Regions from separate parts of the Rattus norvegicus genome. Here region 1 is linked to region 2. A link is a contact called in public HiChIP or PLAC-seq data. All regions are on one chromosome and are shown on one strand. Each heading gives the region's core, a stretch centred on a gene start, on an enhancer-like site or on the middle of the called end of the contact. The rest is flanking DNA. Distances are from core to core; before and after follow the strand shown.

Region 1 (6,763 bases), core at 718-3,217, 49 kb before region 2:
TTGGAGGAACACAGAAAGAGCAGAAGTGGGGAGAGGGAGGAACAGCCATAATGCAAATGTATATTCCTGTGTGAAATTCTTTAAAAAGGAAACAAAAAGAAAGGTACATCAAAAGAGGTAACAGGCTCTAAGGAGGGCGCTGGTTAATATCCTGTACTCCAGTCGAATCGTCCTTGGTGTGAAGGGCACAATAAAAATCTATGCTTTGGAGCACTGATCTTAGGATAGAGAAGATTATGTATGCCACACATTCAATATGGTGTCCGGCACATAGCAGAAACCAAGTGGTGGCTAGTAAATATTATTAGCTATTAATTACACAGCTGATTTTAAAAACCAATTTTTTGTTTGTTTATTTTTGAAGACAGGGTTTATTTACATAGCCTTGGCTGTCCTGGAACTAGCTCCATAGACCAGGCTGGCCTTGAACTCACAGATATCCACCTGCCTCTGCCTCCTAAGCTCCTGAGTGCTGGGATTAAAGGCATGTGCTACCACTGCCCAACTGATTTAATTATTATTGTCCCGAAATGTTATATCTGGCTCTGTGCTAAGTGACAAAGCACTCTACCCAATTAAATGGAAAGTCTGACTACATTTAAATAAAGGCGTGTTTTGAATTTTCACTGAGTACATTTATGGCAAAATGTCTGGAAGCTGGTCGATTAAGTGTGAGCTGTGAGTGACTTGGGTGGCCTGGACTCTATTCTTACCTTGCTCTCTGAACCTCTCTATGTTGTTTGTTTTTCTTTTTTCATAACATGTGTAACATTTCTACAAGTGTGTTTATACAATTTTAGAAAAGAATAAATCCTTGCTTGTCCTGGTTTGGCTTTGTCTGAGTGGTTGACCAGATGACCTGCTGGATGAAGCACCATGGGTCATTTCTGTTTACTTTTTCCTATATAAGTTGGCATTACCTCCTTACCTTGGCCTGGGTGTTTTTCAGTTGGCTGTCTTCCAGGAACACAGTACATACATGGTACATGTGTCTATGTGTCTGGCTGTTTGCTCTCACTGTGGAACTGTTTGCTGGTTGTTCTGCTCAGTCTGCAAAGTGTCTGTGAGGCCTGGTCTTGCCTGAGGAATGACCATATACATGCAGAATACCCACTGGAGCCTACCTCGGAGGGCACCTGGCCACTGTCCGAGTGATTCCTAAAGGCATTCACGTTGTCCTGCAGAAATCCAGCTTGCAAACTCCTTCCCTCCAGTGTTGCTGATTTCTGCAGACGGACTTCACAGACAGGCAGTGCATGAAGATGACCACAAGATGGCAGCCTTTCCCTGTATGAATCCTGCTGCAGCCTGTGCAGTCTCCCCACACCCTACACCCCCCCCCCCAAACCCTGTGTGCTTCTGAATCCAGCTTCTGTTGCCCTCAGCCATTCCAGGAAAACGATTCTTTACCAAAGAGACCTTCATTAAAGATGAGAACAGTAGGATTAAATGTTCGGAAACAGAAGAACTTGAAGAAGAGAATACAATTTCCCCAAACCACGTGCTCACCCAGCCTTCTCTCGACTCAGGAGAAGTCACAACAGTCTTGTGTCCATTTGCAGCCGGGTTGAATTAGAATTGCCAAGCATCTCAGTGAGCTATGAATCCACATTCCTTTATCTCTTTGTGCCACTCAAAGCCAGATATTGATGTCTGAAGACAAACTACATAAGCTTCATTATGTAAGTGCCTTTTCCTTAAACAAGACCGCTTTAATACTTAACAAGGTAGGGGAGCTACATAATTTAAAATCTATGTGAACAGAAATAAGAAATTATTTGTGGTGGGCTCCACTTTTACACCCACCAACAAAGGCAGACATTCACCAGTTTTTGCCTTCCCAGGGCCCCAAAATACAACACAGGCCTGTTCTCCCGTTCCCGGCAGAGGCCACAGCTGAAGCCGGTCTTTATCAGCTTTCCTTTCTCAATATTTACCAACCAATAAATCTTTTTCCCCCTAAGACAATTGACATTCGAATCCCATTCATGTGGAGGCTTGTTATCCAAATAATATTAAATAAACTGCTTCATGATCTACTGAAAAAGTATTAAGATTTTTTTTTCTTTCTCTGCAGGTCAATATTGAAGAAGAGAGAGGGCTGTCTCTATGTGAGGGAGGGAGGGCAGCTGCCTGCCTTGAGAGCCTGTCTCCGTCTCCAGCCTCCTGCAGACGTACCTCCTTTCTGTTGCTCTTTGGGCTACAACAGTCTCTGTCCTGAGGCACCCACTCCAAGGTCAAGGCAACAAAGCCAAGCTTATCTGTGTCACTACTGTGGCCTCCATACTACAAAGAGTGTTTCCAGACTCGTGTGTCCCTGGAGGATCAGTCCTGGGAAATTTTTTGGTAGACCTTGTGTCAACCAAACATCATAGGCTGCTTTACGTAGTCGTTGTTTTTCTCACTGCAGTGATAAAATGCTCTGCAAAAGCAACATAAATAAAAAAGGGTTTGTCTTGACTTACAGTCTGAGGGGGGACCATCCATCGAGACCAGGAAGTCACGGTAACAAAATCCCAGCCAGGTTGGGTTTGCAGTCAGGCAGCACAGAGAGAAGAATGCTGGTACTCAGCTCTCTTTCTCCATAGTCAGGCTCGGACCCCAGCGGTGAAACAGGGCCATCCACATCTGGGGCAGGCCCTCCCACCTCAGAACAACCTTCCTGGAAACGTGGTAACAGATATACCCAGAGGTGTGTCTCCTCAGTAGCTCTCCTTACCCTCAGGCTGACAATCAAGATGGGCCATGGAGCTAGGGAAATGGGCCCAGCTGGTAGTTCTCATGGTGCAAGCCTGAGGAACCGAGTTCAATCTCCCAGAATCCAAGTAAAAAGAGCCGTGTACCGAGGCATATATCGGTAATCCCGGCACTGGGGAGGCTGGGACAAGAAGAGGATTCCTAGACTTGCTGTTCAGCTAGTCTAACATAATTGGTTGAGCGTCAGGCTAACGAGAAACCGTTTCCAAAGGGAGATAGCATTCTTGAGATTCACACCTGAGGCTAGCCTCTGACTGAGACCTACACAGGCATCTCTCTCTCTCTCTCTCTCTCTCTCTCTCTCTCTCTCTCTCTCTCTCTCACACACACACACACACACACACACACACACACACTTACACTTTTCACACACACACACATACACACACACACACTTACACTTTTCACACACACACACACATACACACACACACACACACACACACACACTTACACTTTAAAAGTGATTTTAACCACTACAGTATATTTAAATAAATCTAAATGATTAGGTTACTCCGCCCTTGGTCTCCATGATGTCATTCACAAACAGTCAGCCACTCACTAAAATGTCATAGAAAGCACATAACTGAGTTCTGCCCATTCTCTAACTGGAACAGGTTAGTCTTCTGACAACATTTCCAATTCTGCTGTGCCACAAGCAAGTTCTGCCTTCCATATTTTGTCGGAATGCGTGTCTCTGAGAAGAGACATCAGAGGAGATAAGAGAACTGGAGCTAGTTCTGCTGTCAACTTCATGGTGTGATGAGTTCCATGATTCTCCTTTCTGGGCCCCAAGTTCTCCAAGGAAATGGTCCTCTCCCTCTCTTGGCCTCACTTACTAAGGAAGATCTAGAGCACTGGGAACGGCAAGATGCTGCCGCAAACTACAAGCACTAGCTGTATCTTGATGGAGGTTGCCACCTTGGAGGCTGTGGAATCTTCTAGAGAGGAGAGGACCAGAGACCTTTGGATGTTGCTGTCAGTGGACTCACATGGTGACCCTTCTGTGCCAGGAGACAGCTCCAGGACTTCCTCCTCATAGCGTTCCATGTGATGACACGCATATTCCACTGGAGGGCGCTAAAGCACTGAAGTTAAATAATGTCTCTTGGGGCACAGATTGAAGTTCAGGTCTGGCTTGGTTCTGAAGCATCGCGATCTCTCAGTTACTAACAGATAGCGCGGGAGGGGGGGGGGGAAGTACCACAAGGCCTGGCACAGCCTAGAGCAATATTAAAGAAAGAGCTGAAACCGGGAAAGGGAATAACACTCGAAATGTATATAAGAAATACTCAAGTTAATAAAAAAAAGAAAAAGAAAAAGAAAAAAAAAAGAGCTGCATCTGACACGCTGGCTGCTGGAGAGCCTTGCCCTGTAACAGGACCCGTCCCCTCTGCTCCCCAGCTACCTTTGACTTTGTTTTCACAGGCACAGCTGCAGTCTGAAAAACCATCACGTGAAAAGGCCCCAAATCTGGCAGCTTCTGAGCACCCACTTGTCACCACCAGTGGAAAGACACCCACCCCCGACATCACGTGCCAAGTCACCATGGAAATGAGATATATATTGCACCAATAACCTCGAGCCTGCGTGTTTAAGGTATAAAGGAAAGATAAATGAAGTTAGTGTTTAGCTTTAGGTCCTATCCCCAGAATTTCTCGTTATCTATAATCAAATTCCAAAACCCAGAAAGGAATCTAGAGTCCTGCTTCCAACCGTTTCAGAGAAGAAAGCTTCAATTTCTGTACAAGTATAAGACATGATCTCTCACTTACTCACAGAAACTCAGTGTGATGTTTGCTCATTGGATGTCAAAAACAAAATCAAAACCGTAAGCACTACAGGAAAGGTTTGAAGGTCTCATTGGATAAAACATTTGCTTTGCTCTTCCTTACCTAGTGGAGCCACTGCCATTCGGGACTTACCCATAAGAATGTTTTCTCTGAGCACTTCTCTAATCCAAGGGATGGGGAGAAGACTCCATTGGTGGACCATTTCCTACCAAAGCAGGCAGATCCGAGTTCAGCCCCCAACACCCTTGGGATAAAACAGAGACCAGAGAGGAGTCTCAACAGTTAAGAGAGCTGTCTGCTCTTAAAGAGGAGTAGGGTTCAAGTCCCAGCATTTTTGTTCATGGCTGCCCAAAACCACCTTTAACTACAGTTTAAGGGAATCCTATGCCCTCTTCTGGACTCCTCAGAAACTGCATGTGCATAGCAAGCATACATACATACATACATACATACATACACACACACAAGCATGCATGCATGCATACATGCATAAATACATGTAAGCAAAAGCACTCTTATTCATGAAATAAAAGTATCTTAGGGAAGGGAGGAGAAAGCAAGAAAGAAACAAAGAAACAAAGAAAAAATGTTCTAAAAAGCAAGCAAGTCAGCCGGCGCTGCAGGGTGAACCTGTATGTAATCCCAGGCAGATGGATCCCTGAGGCTTGCTAGCCAGGCCGATAGAATTTCTGAGTTCTAGATTAGGGGAAAGACCATTCTCTCAGCCAAAGTGAAGAAAGACTGGGGAAGAAACTCAGCACACACACAAGGGGGTTGTGTCTTTTGATAGTGTTTCCATCCTGAACACAATGTCTCAAACTTCCTTTCTTCATTCAACAACGTACCAAGAATATTCCCCTGTTCCTCCTCACAAACCTCATTCCTTTTAAATACTGCAGAGCGTTCTACTGCGTAGACGAATATTGGTTTATTTTTACTACCCTTTTATAGATATTTTGGTGTGGCTATTTTGTGTTCTTCTAGATATTGTCATAATGGACTTCCTTTCACATTCTTCCTTGTGAATTGCTACATTCTTGAACATGTGAATTGTACAAATCTTGAACATTCCCAAAGGCCCTTTATAGTGAAGACTTACACAGTGAAGTCTCCAGCCTCTGGTGCTATGGGAGTGTGAAACCTGTAGGTTGTGGGGAGGTCATTGGAAGAGGTGCCCTTGAAGGAGGTGCCGGAACTCTGGCCCCTCCTATCTTTATTATTTCCTGGCTGCTATGAAATTTCAAACCTTCTTCAGCATGCACTCTCATCATGGTGCCCACACTGTTACAGACCCAAAACCTGCAAAACAGAAATTTCTTTTTTCTATATAGTTTATTTTAGATGTCAAAAATGGAAATATGACCACTTATGCATAGGAATCAATGTTTTGTTGGTGTAAATGAGACAAATTACTGAATATAATACATATGTATATAGAAAATAATATGTTTTTATTAAACAACCCCAAATACCATCTAAAGTTTTCACAAATGGTATCACAAAACGCACAAGACCTTAAAACTCTAAGCAATTAGGAAGCATCACTCAGAGGCGGACCATGAGAAGAAGCAACAGTGATAGGCAGGTGTGGGAGAGATGGGCCTGGATTCCAGGGCTGCTCAACAAGGAAGTATGTCAGAATACAAGCAGGGCGACAATTACAGCAACCAAGAAAATCCTTACATGCATTGTAATTTAAGAAAGATAAAAGAATCGCACACAGACATGTTAGGGCATGCTGTGGTTCTTGTGCAGATGCATTTCTCTGCAGTTCGATCACCATTTCCTGGTAGCTATGCTGACCCTCATTGACCAAGTGCAGCAGCCTACCTTTTCCCGTGGAGATTCCAAGGGCTTCTGGATGGCATGGGTTAACCTAGGCATGGCCTATGGTGGAAATTTTCCTGTCCTCCATGCTACAATCTATTGGTACAGATTTACTTGTGAAGAGAGAGAGAGAGAGAGAGAGAGAGAGAGAGAGAGAGAGAGAGAGAGAGAGAGAATGGGGGGAATCCAGAGTCATCCTCAGAATTTCTACTGGGCATGGGCTTCAGATCTCCACCACACAGTGAGACTTGGCCACACGAGGGTGCACCCCAGACACTTTTTTGAACCTACTTAACATCTGTGGAGAACCAAACAAATTGGATTTACTTCTAGCCTGGGAACCCCAGTGCCAGCCTCTGCCAGGGTGCCAGTGTTATGTATCTACC
Region 2 (7,416 bases), core at 4,531-7,030:
AAATGCTTGGAGCCAGAGGTGATCATATCTGAGAGTTTGGAGCAGTGGTTCTCAGCCTTCCTGGTGCTGCTGCGACCGTTTAATGCAGCTCCTTGGGTTGCAATGATCCCAGCCACAAAATTGTTTCATTCCTACTTCCAACTGCGATTTTGCTTCTGTTATGAATCATGATGTAAATTTCTGATATGTGATCCCGTGGGGCTCTTGACCCACAGGTTGAGAACCCCTGCTTTAGAGTATATGCATAGATATCAGGAAATATGGCTAAGGGTGGGACCCGAGCATAAACATAAAATATACGTTTCATGTATAGCTCCCTAGAGCTTGAAGTAAGCTTGTGCTGCATTAAGATTTTTAGTTCTGACATGTTCTGGAGATGATCCATCCCTGAGACCAGGGTGGAAATCTCCACTGAGGCTTCATGTGAGGGGGCAAAAAGTTTTGAATTGTGGAACTTGATAGACTTTGGATTTGTAAGTTAAGGATGCTCTGGCATTTATATAAAATGAAGATTCTAGAAAAACAATCTCCCGCATGGATATATTATAACAGGGAACTGTTTCAGTGTTGATTTTCCTTACGATATGCTGAGATTTTACGATCAAGATTTTAAGAGAAATGAAGAGACACAGGGAGGTGCTTACTAGTGCAACCTCTGGCTACAAGGCCGGGTATTCGTAGTTCATCAGGCAGGTACTGTGCTGGGCCGCTGGGCTTTGAGACAATGAGGTTGTCCAGCAGGGTGCTGTCCTCTCCATGGCTGTGAATGGGAAAATGGAAGAGAGCCTGCTTACCCAATAACAGGCACCAACAAGAGGCACAGGGCACCTTTCTGGTTGTTCATGGAACTGAAGTTAGCTTTGTTTCCATCACCAGGTCTAAGCCAGGCATTCTGAACAGAGGGGGACAATTCGAACAGGGGCCTAACATCACCTAAGTGCCAGCCGAGTTTAGAAGCATGACTTTGGGTTGGCTGCTTGATGAGTAGGCGCAGTAAGGAGGTGGGAGAGGGTCATGTGGGCAGCAGGCAGGAGGACAGAGTAACAGAGGTGCCAAAGGAACACAGCACCCAGGCTCCTGCAGTGTTCTATGCAGCTGGATAATCTTCGTCCATGATGGTTCCTGGACACTCATATCCAGGAGACGGACAACACAGCAGAGAAGAAAGATAAGACGAGAACATGAAGTTGGCGGCACGTCTCCAAAGTGTACAGAGCTTGGTGAGTAGGGGACAAGAAAAGCAGAACTTCTGCAAAATCACCCCTAGCTCCTGAGGAGCCTGAGGCCCACAGAGACAGCTGCAGCTAGCGCTGGTGGAAGAGGCCCCGGTCTGGGGGACAGTGTACTGAGTGAGGATTCTTGTTGGTATTTAGCTGAAACCATACTACAAAAATGTCTTAAAATAACCCTCAGAGATCCCTCCTTTTTTCACTTACATCCTTGGTAAATAACATAGTAGAGGGTGTCCCCAGTCTTAGAGGAAGTGAGCCACATTGTACCAGTAGAGACCGCCAAGACACGTAGAGAGAGGACCTGAAATTGAGTTAGAATTTTAATACCGGGGAGTTCCTGTATTAGAGACTTGTTTTCTTGTTTGCTCACATATAAATAATCTTAGGTAGAGTTCAAAAGGACCAGTGATGCTGATGGCTTCCATAAAGAGCTGTGAGGCTGGAAGACGGGGTGGGTGCTTTACTTACATTCGTTCAGTCATTCCCTTTGAATTTTGAGCCACATGGAAGCGTTATTATTCCTAATTAAAAATCAAAACAAACATTTCAGACTACAGGTAAAAACAGCCCTGCTGTTCCCCCAACACCCTCCCGTCCCCCTGGCCAACGTGATCCTCAGTTTTCAAAGAGACCTGTTTCTAACCCTTTCCATTTTCACAAGACTTGGCATTTCAGTCTTAAGTTTCTGGCTCGAGTGGAAGATAAGTTTGTGTGGCTGTTCTGGGGAAAAACTCCCTCATGTGAACAAAGTCCCTTATTCCAGGAGTTTCCAAGATGGAGAAATAAGGAAACCAATCAAAATGTACCCCAGAGCTGTGTTGGTTTATTCTCATTAATGACACAAACAAGTCCCTGGGGAAGAGAGAGCCTCAACTGAGGAATTGCCACCATCGGATTGGCTGTGGAAATCAGATTGGCTGTGAGATTTTTCTTAATTTATGATCAGTGTGGGAAGTCCTAACCCACTGTAGGTCGTCCCACCCCGGGGTAGGACCTGGGTTCTGTAAGAAAGCAGTCCAAGCAAGCCATGGAGAGCAAGTCAATAAGCAGCATTCCTCTGTAACCTCTGTTTCAGTTCCTGTCTCCTGGTTCCTGCCTTGAGTTCTTGTTTTGGCTTTGTTCAATGATGGATTGCAACCTTTACATTCAAATAAACCCTTCCTTCCCTCCACAAGTTATTATTGTCAGTGTTTGATCACAATAACATAGAGCAAACTAGGATACTAACTCATTTCCAATATATGTATATATATCCAATTAAGACAATTGCATTCTTTTTATATGTTGAAACCTTGTATCTGTTACTATACATAGCACATATAAATATGTTACAAATATGACTATATAGTCCATAGAAAACATGTATAGTATAAAAATTGATTAGTCTGATATATTTATAACATTTATAGCTATATAATAAATCTTATACATATCAAATATATAAGTATTTTATGTGATGTTTAAGTCCTTTTACACTTGCAAACATTTTATCTATTTGTACATATATGTATATGTATAATATGACCAGGCACAGTGACCTATATATACCTTTAATCCTAATCCCAGTGCTTGGGAGGCAGAGGCAAGCAGATATCTGAGTTTAAGGCCAGCCTGACCTGTAAGCAAGTTCCAGGCCAACCAGGATACATAGAAAGACCCTGTCTTAATATATGATACATACATACACACACATACATACACACACATACATACATACATACATACATACATACATACATACATACATACATACATACATACATACATACAAAATTATGGTTACTTATAAGACATGTTTTATGTGTGTGGATGAAGTATGTATGTGTCTACATATCTTTTCTACCTACACATACAGAAATGAATACATATGTAATAGATGCATTAGTCACTTGTAAGTGCATAGAAGACTTGTGGAAACATCGTATAGTCAGGTAGTAAGGTAGACAAGAGAGAGAAGAAAATGCAAAGCAGATTGACCTCTCAACACCATAAGATCAAAATTGAAGTACTCTCTGGGCGCAGGCACGACTGGCATCTGCCGCTAGAGGGCGCAGGAGATCGACAAATCATTCCCAGGGGCAGCTGTTCCTCTGGGGCTCCAAAAGGCCAGTGACTTCTCCCAGCTGGATATCCAACTCTGGGTTGTGTGGTGGAAGCCTGCAGCACCAGAGGGCCTCTCCAGTCTATTGGGAACCTGTGTCACTAATCTGACCTCTGTCCCCGGACCTTATGTGCGAATCTGCAGATGCTGTTCCGGTGCAAAACACAGAGGCACAGAGCCTGATTTCAAGAGGGCAGCCTGAGTATTAATTCGCGCAGGCGTTTGTGAATCCTCAATGACAACAGAGAAAAAGGCCTGGCCTCAGCTGGAAGAAAAAGACTGGATTTCTGAAGTGCCCCAAGTTCAGCTTGAAAGGCTAGTAACACTCTCTGGTCACACTGGCTGTAGCCCACAACTGTCTGGCCTGAGGTATGTTCTGCCACTGCAGGCATGTGCCCAAGACTTCCGCTAGCATGTTCTGTTCACTTTTCTTTCTTCTTTACATTGCAGGGGGGCGGATTTTTTAAGGATGAGAATAAATTTATGCTCTCTGTTATTCATTTCAAGATAAGATAGCAATTATCGCATATTTTTTGGTTTTGGTTTTGGTTTTGGTTTTGTATCCGATGTGATTCTGAGCTACACACAATGTTATCCTCTGTGTCCCAGAAGACTGGGGCTGGAGATGGCTTGAGCCTGAGTTCAAGGCTAGCCTGAAGAGTCAGTTGTAATCTAAAAATAAAACAAAACGAAACCACAATATTCTGCTGACTGGAAGTCTGATCGTCATTCCTCCAAATATAATTTCTATATGGATAGAGTAGGGGTTCTTCACCTGGGCTGGACCAGGTCGTAGAGCAAGTTTTAAGCACTACTGCTGCCTGAACCCCATGGACAGAAATCCTCCTGGGATTGGTCTGGGCTGTACTCAGGGAATTGGGACTGTTGTTTCCGATCCGTGCTGAGAACTTCTCTCTGACGACCTGTGAAGGGGAATTCCCATGCCTGTGGCACTTCCTATAAAGCACAGAATCCACTCACATCGGAAGTCACCTGTACCAGAGTCTCCAAGGCCTCAGATCTGTATTCCGTTCCCACCGGACAACTTCCAAACAAGTTTAAATGTTTTAAGACATTTCTAAAGTAGACTGATCTAGAAGGCAAGCGAGGGTGTAGGAGAAATAATCTTTCACCACTTTTCCCAGAAACCAAAATTTTAGATTTTTTTTTTACAGGCAAACGGTCTTCACTATCTACAAAGTTATTTCTGAGTTGTTGTTGTTGTTGTTGTTGTTATTATTATTATTCTGTTTTTGAGATAGGCTCTCATTCTGCTGTCTAGGTTGGCTTTGCATGACTCCTGATTCTCCTGCCTCAGCTTCCTGAGGACTTGTTTACCACCAAGCCAGGTTTCCTCATTGTTTTTCAATTCCTGGGTTTCTCTTTTGGTATCCACTGCCATAATCTCGAGGAGAGCAGTTGTGACAGCACCTGCTGTGGAAATCTGAGCAGTAATTAGCTGTCTCTGATCGCCAAACAGAGGCAGTGGTTTGCGGGTTTGCTGCACATCTTAACTGCCCCTGTACCTGGGCTAGAGTAGAAGTTTGTTCTGTGTACACACTGGGCATGCTGAAGTCAGACCATTAGCATTTCATCATTTTCTGTAGTGAGTTCATTCAAAATCTCCTCCTCTAACTGCTTTGAGAGATACCGTGTACCATATAACTGTGTTCCCCTTCCTCTGTCCTGGAACACTGAAACATTCTCCATCCATTGCACTGTTACACCGTGTCCTGGGAGCTGTGCTTTCAAATAATAATATTTGCACATGGTGATGTTTTGGCACGCCTGATCTCTTACACAAACGAGCACAACTGACTTACAACCTGGACTTTGAAGGCAAAGTATTATATAAGGTCACATAAGGCCATTTTCACGAAAATATGTAATGTACTTTGAGCATATTCCCCTCCATACCCCACCCACTATCCTCCTCCTTCTCCCCCGCCCCTCACTAGTTCCCCCAGACAATTTCATTTCTAGTTTCCGGCCATCAATACCTATGCATATTTATGTACCCAGGAAGTCTAGGGCCGCAGCAGAACCAAGCATGCAATGTTTGCATTTCTGAGACTGCCTTTTTTTTTTTCACTTACCAGAGAAACCTCCCCAGTTAATTTGCAACTCTGTCCCTGCTTTTCATTCTCTTACCGAGCAAGTGCCTCTTTAGGACCCTAACAACCTGCAAGGCTCTTCAGCAGAGACCCTGGGCTCCAGATAAGCTCATGGCAAGAACGCCTCATGCTGTGTTGATCAAGCTCCACTCTACCACAAAAGAAAACTCCTGGGCCTCTCACAACCGCTCCCTCTTTCTGAACAGCAGCACCAGCCCTGCATTTGGCCAAAGCCCTCACAAGATGATGGCGTTCCCTGCCCCTCCAGCCAGCTCTCCTTGTCCTCCCGCCCAGGGAGGTTCAGCCCTTTGGCACAGAAGTAGTAAAGGCCATTCATGCCTTAGTGACGACAGCTTCCTCCAAATCCATTCTGCCCCTTGGCATCTGACACCGCTACAATGGCAGAACGGCAGGAGAAAAAAGGTTGACTGCCAAGCAGGGCAGAATGCCAGGTCCTGTCCAGGCATACCCAAAGAGGGCTATCTCGAGTGTCCTGGCATTACAGGGTCCCATTTTACACTTCTAACGATTTTGCAAGCAGAATTAACAACTGATTGACACAGTGGTGGAAATATATCGGCTCACACGTTGTGGTTGTATTTTTGCAACACTGAATTCGTAATGTGAATATACTATACAGATGTGTGCAGATGTGCTCACCCCTCTCTCTAGAGGTGCAGCTCCAATGCTCCATTTGTATAATCATGTCTCCATGAATAGACAGTCTGGCTCACCAACCCAATGCTCAAATAGACGAGTCCACTGTCTCTGCCCCCTGCCGCACATCACCACATCCCTAACATGTCTCGCTGCACTTCTGCAGCAAATTTGAGAGCTAAGTCTCATCCCTAAGGCTCCGTTAACCTGTCCAAGAAATGCATATCAAAAATTAGCATAGTCATATTTGGCAGAAAGTGAGGCCTTGATGCAAAGATTTCCCAGAATGCCTGTCAACCCTGATGGATAAACACTGGTGATAACCTGCACAGGCCGGAATTAGGGCTTAGACCTGGGAGCCATTTTCAAAAAAGCAACTCACCTTGATTCATTTCAGGTGGTTCTTGACATGTGACAGCCTCAGAGCCCACACATGGGCTCCAGTTGTCCCTCCAGCAGGTACAGCTGATTTTATTTACTCTTGTTCAAGCAGAACAAAGGGGGTACCATGAAGACAGGGTTCGATTTCGCTTTATTTCTTTTCATTTCATGGATCCTCAGGCTCCGGTGCTGACTCCCTGTACATCGAAGGCTGCATTCGATTCTGCTGCTGTGCTCCAAAGACCCTAGTTTCCAATGGGTGCTCAATTGACAGTGGAATGAAAAAAATTTACTATTAAAATTAAAAGTTGATTATGTGGTGTTAAACCTCATCACCCTGCACTGAACACCCACTGCATACCCAACTTGGGGTGATGACCTGACATACGTTTGTTGCATTGATTCTTCCTGACAACTCCGAGAAGCAAAGAGCCACCGAGCAAGCTCACCTGACAATTAAGGAAACTTGGAGTTCAGAGAAGCCAAGAGAGGGGCAAAGAATTGCACAGCACATTAAATGGTTTATGATTTATAGCTGGAGACAGCGGCTTCCAAAGTCCGGGAGAGTTTTGGAATGTAACTTTCTAATTCAGTGTGGTATTTTTTTTTTGTAAAACTGTAGTCTATATGATATTCCGCATTTATAATTATAAATATTGTATTTTTAAGTCGTTACAATTTTGTAACACTTAGCTATGTGGAACTGCGTATGTGAGTGTAATTTTTTTCAATCGCCCTTTTATGTAATGATGTTGTATTTGTACAAATTTCTCAAAATAATTAAGTGGAAAAATTAGGCCCATCCTCTAGGATCTCATTCAGAAAATAGAAGAAGATATGCTATTTGGTTTGTCTTAGGAAGCTGTCATGGGTTTTGTTGTGATAGAACCACGGCTCACGTCCAGACAGACCACACCAGACCAATGCAGCT

Evidence for each region. HiChIP or PLAC-seq counts read pairs in DNA pulled down with a chosen protein or histone mark.
Region 1: an H3K27ac HiChIP or PLAC-seq map of oligodendrocytes shows a contact between it and region 2, with 10 times the contacts expected there. The contact joins two enhancer-like sites. A contact is called at or near these places in 2 of 12 Hi-C or Micro-C datasets (the A7r5 cell line and Schwann cells) and 1 of 1 datasets of contacts at active chromatin or transcription factors (oligodendrocytes).

Annotation. Positions count from the first base shown.
Region 1 is chr3:155,185,690-155,192,452 of GRCr8, reverse strand. No RefSeq gene overlaps it. Among named protein-coding and RNA genes, the nearest start is that of Pax1, 56 kb to the left of the region's middle. Within about 2 kb of position 1,967, at least 4 of the 93 cell types and tissues checked have an H3K27ac peak or open chromatin away from gene starts, as enhancers often do.
Region 2 is chr3:155,140,040-155,147,455 of GRCr8, reverse strand. No RefSeq gene overlaps it. Among named protein-coding and RNA genes, the nearest start is that of Nkx2-2, 68 kb to the right of the region's middle. Within about 2 kb of position 5,780, at least 4 of the 93 cell types and tissues checked have an H3K27ac peak or open chromatin away from gene starts, as enhancers often do.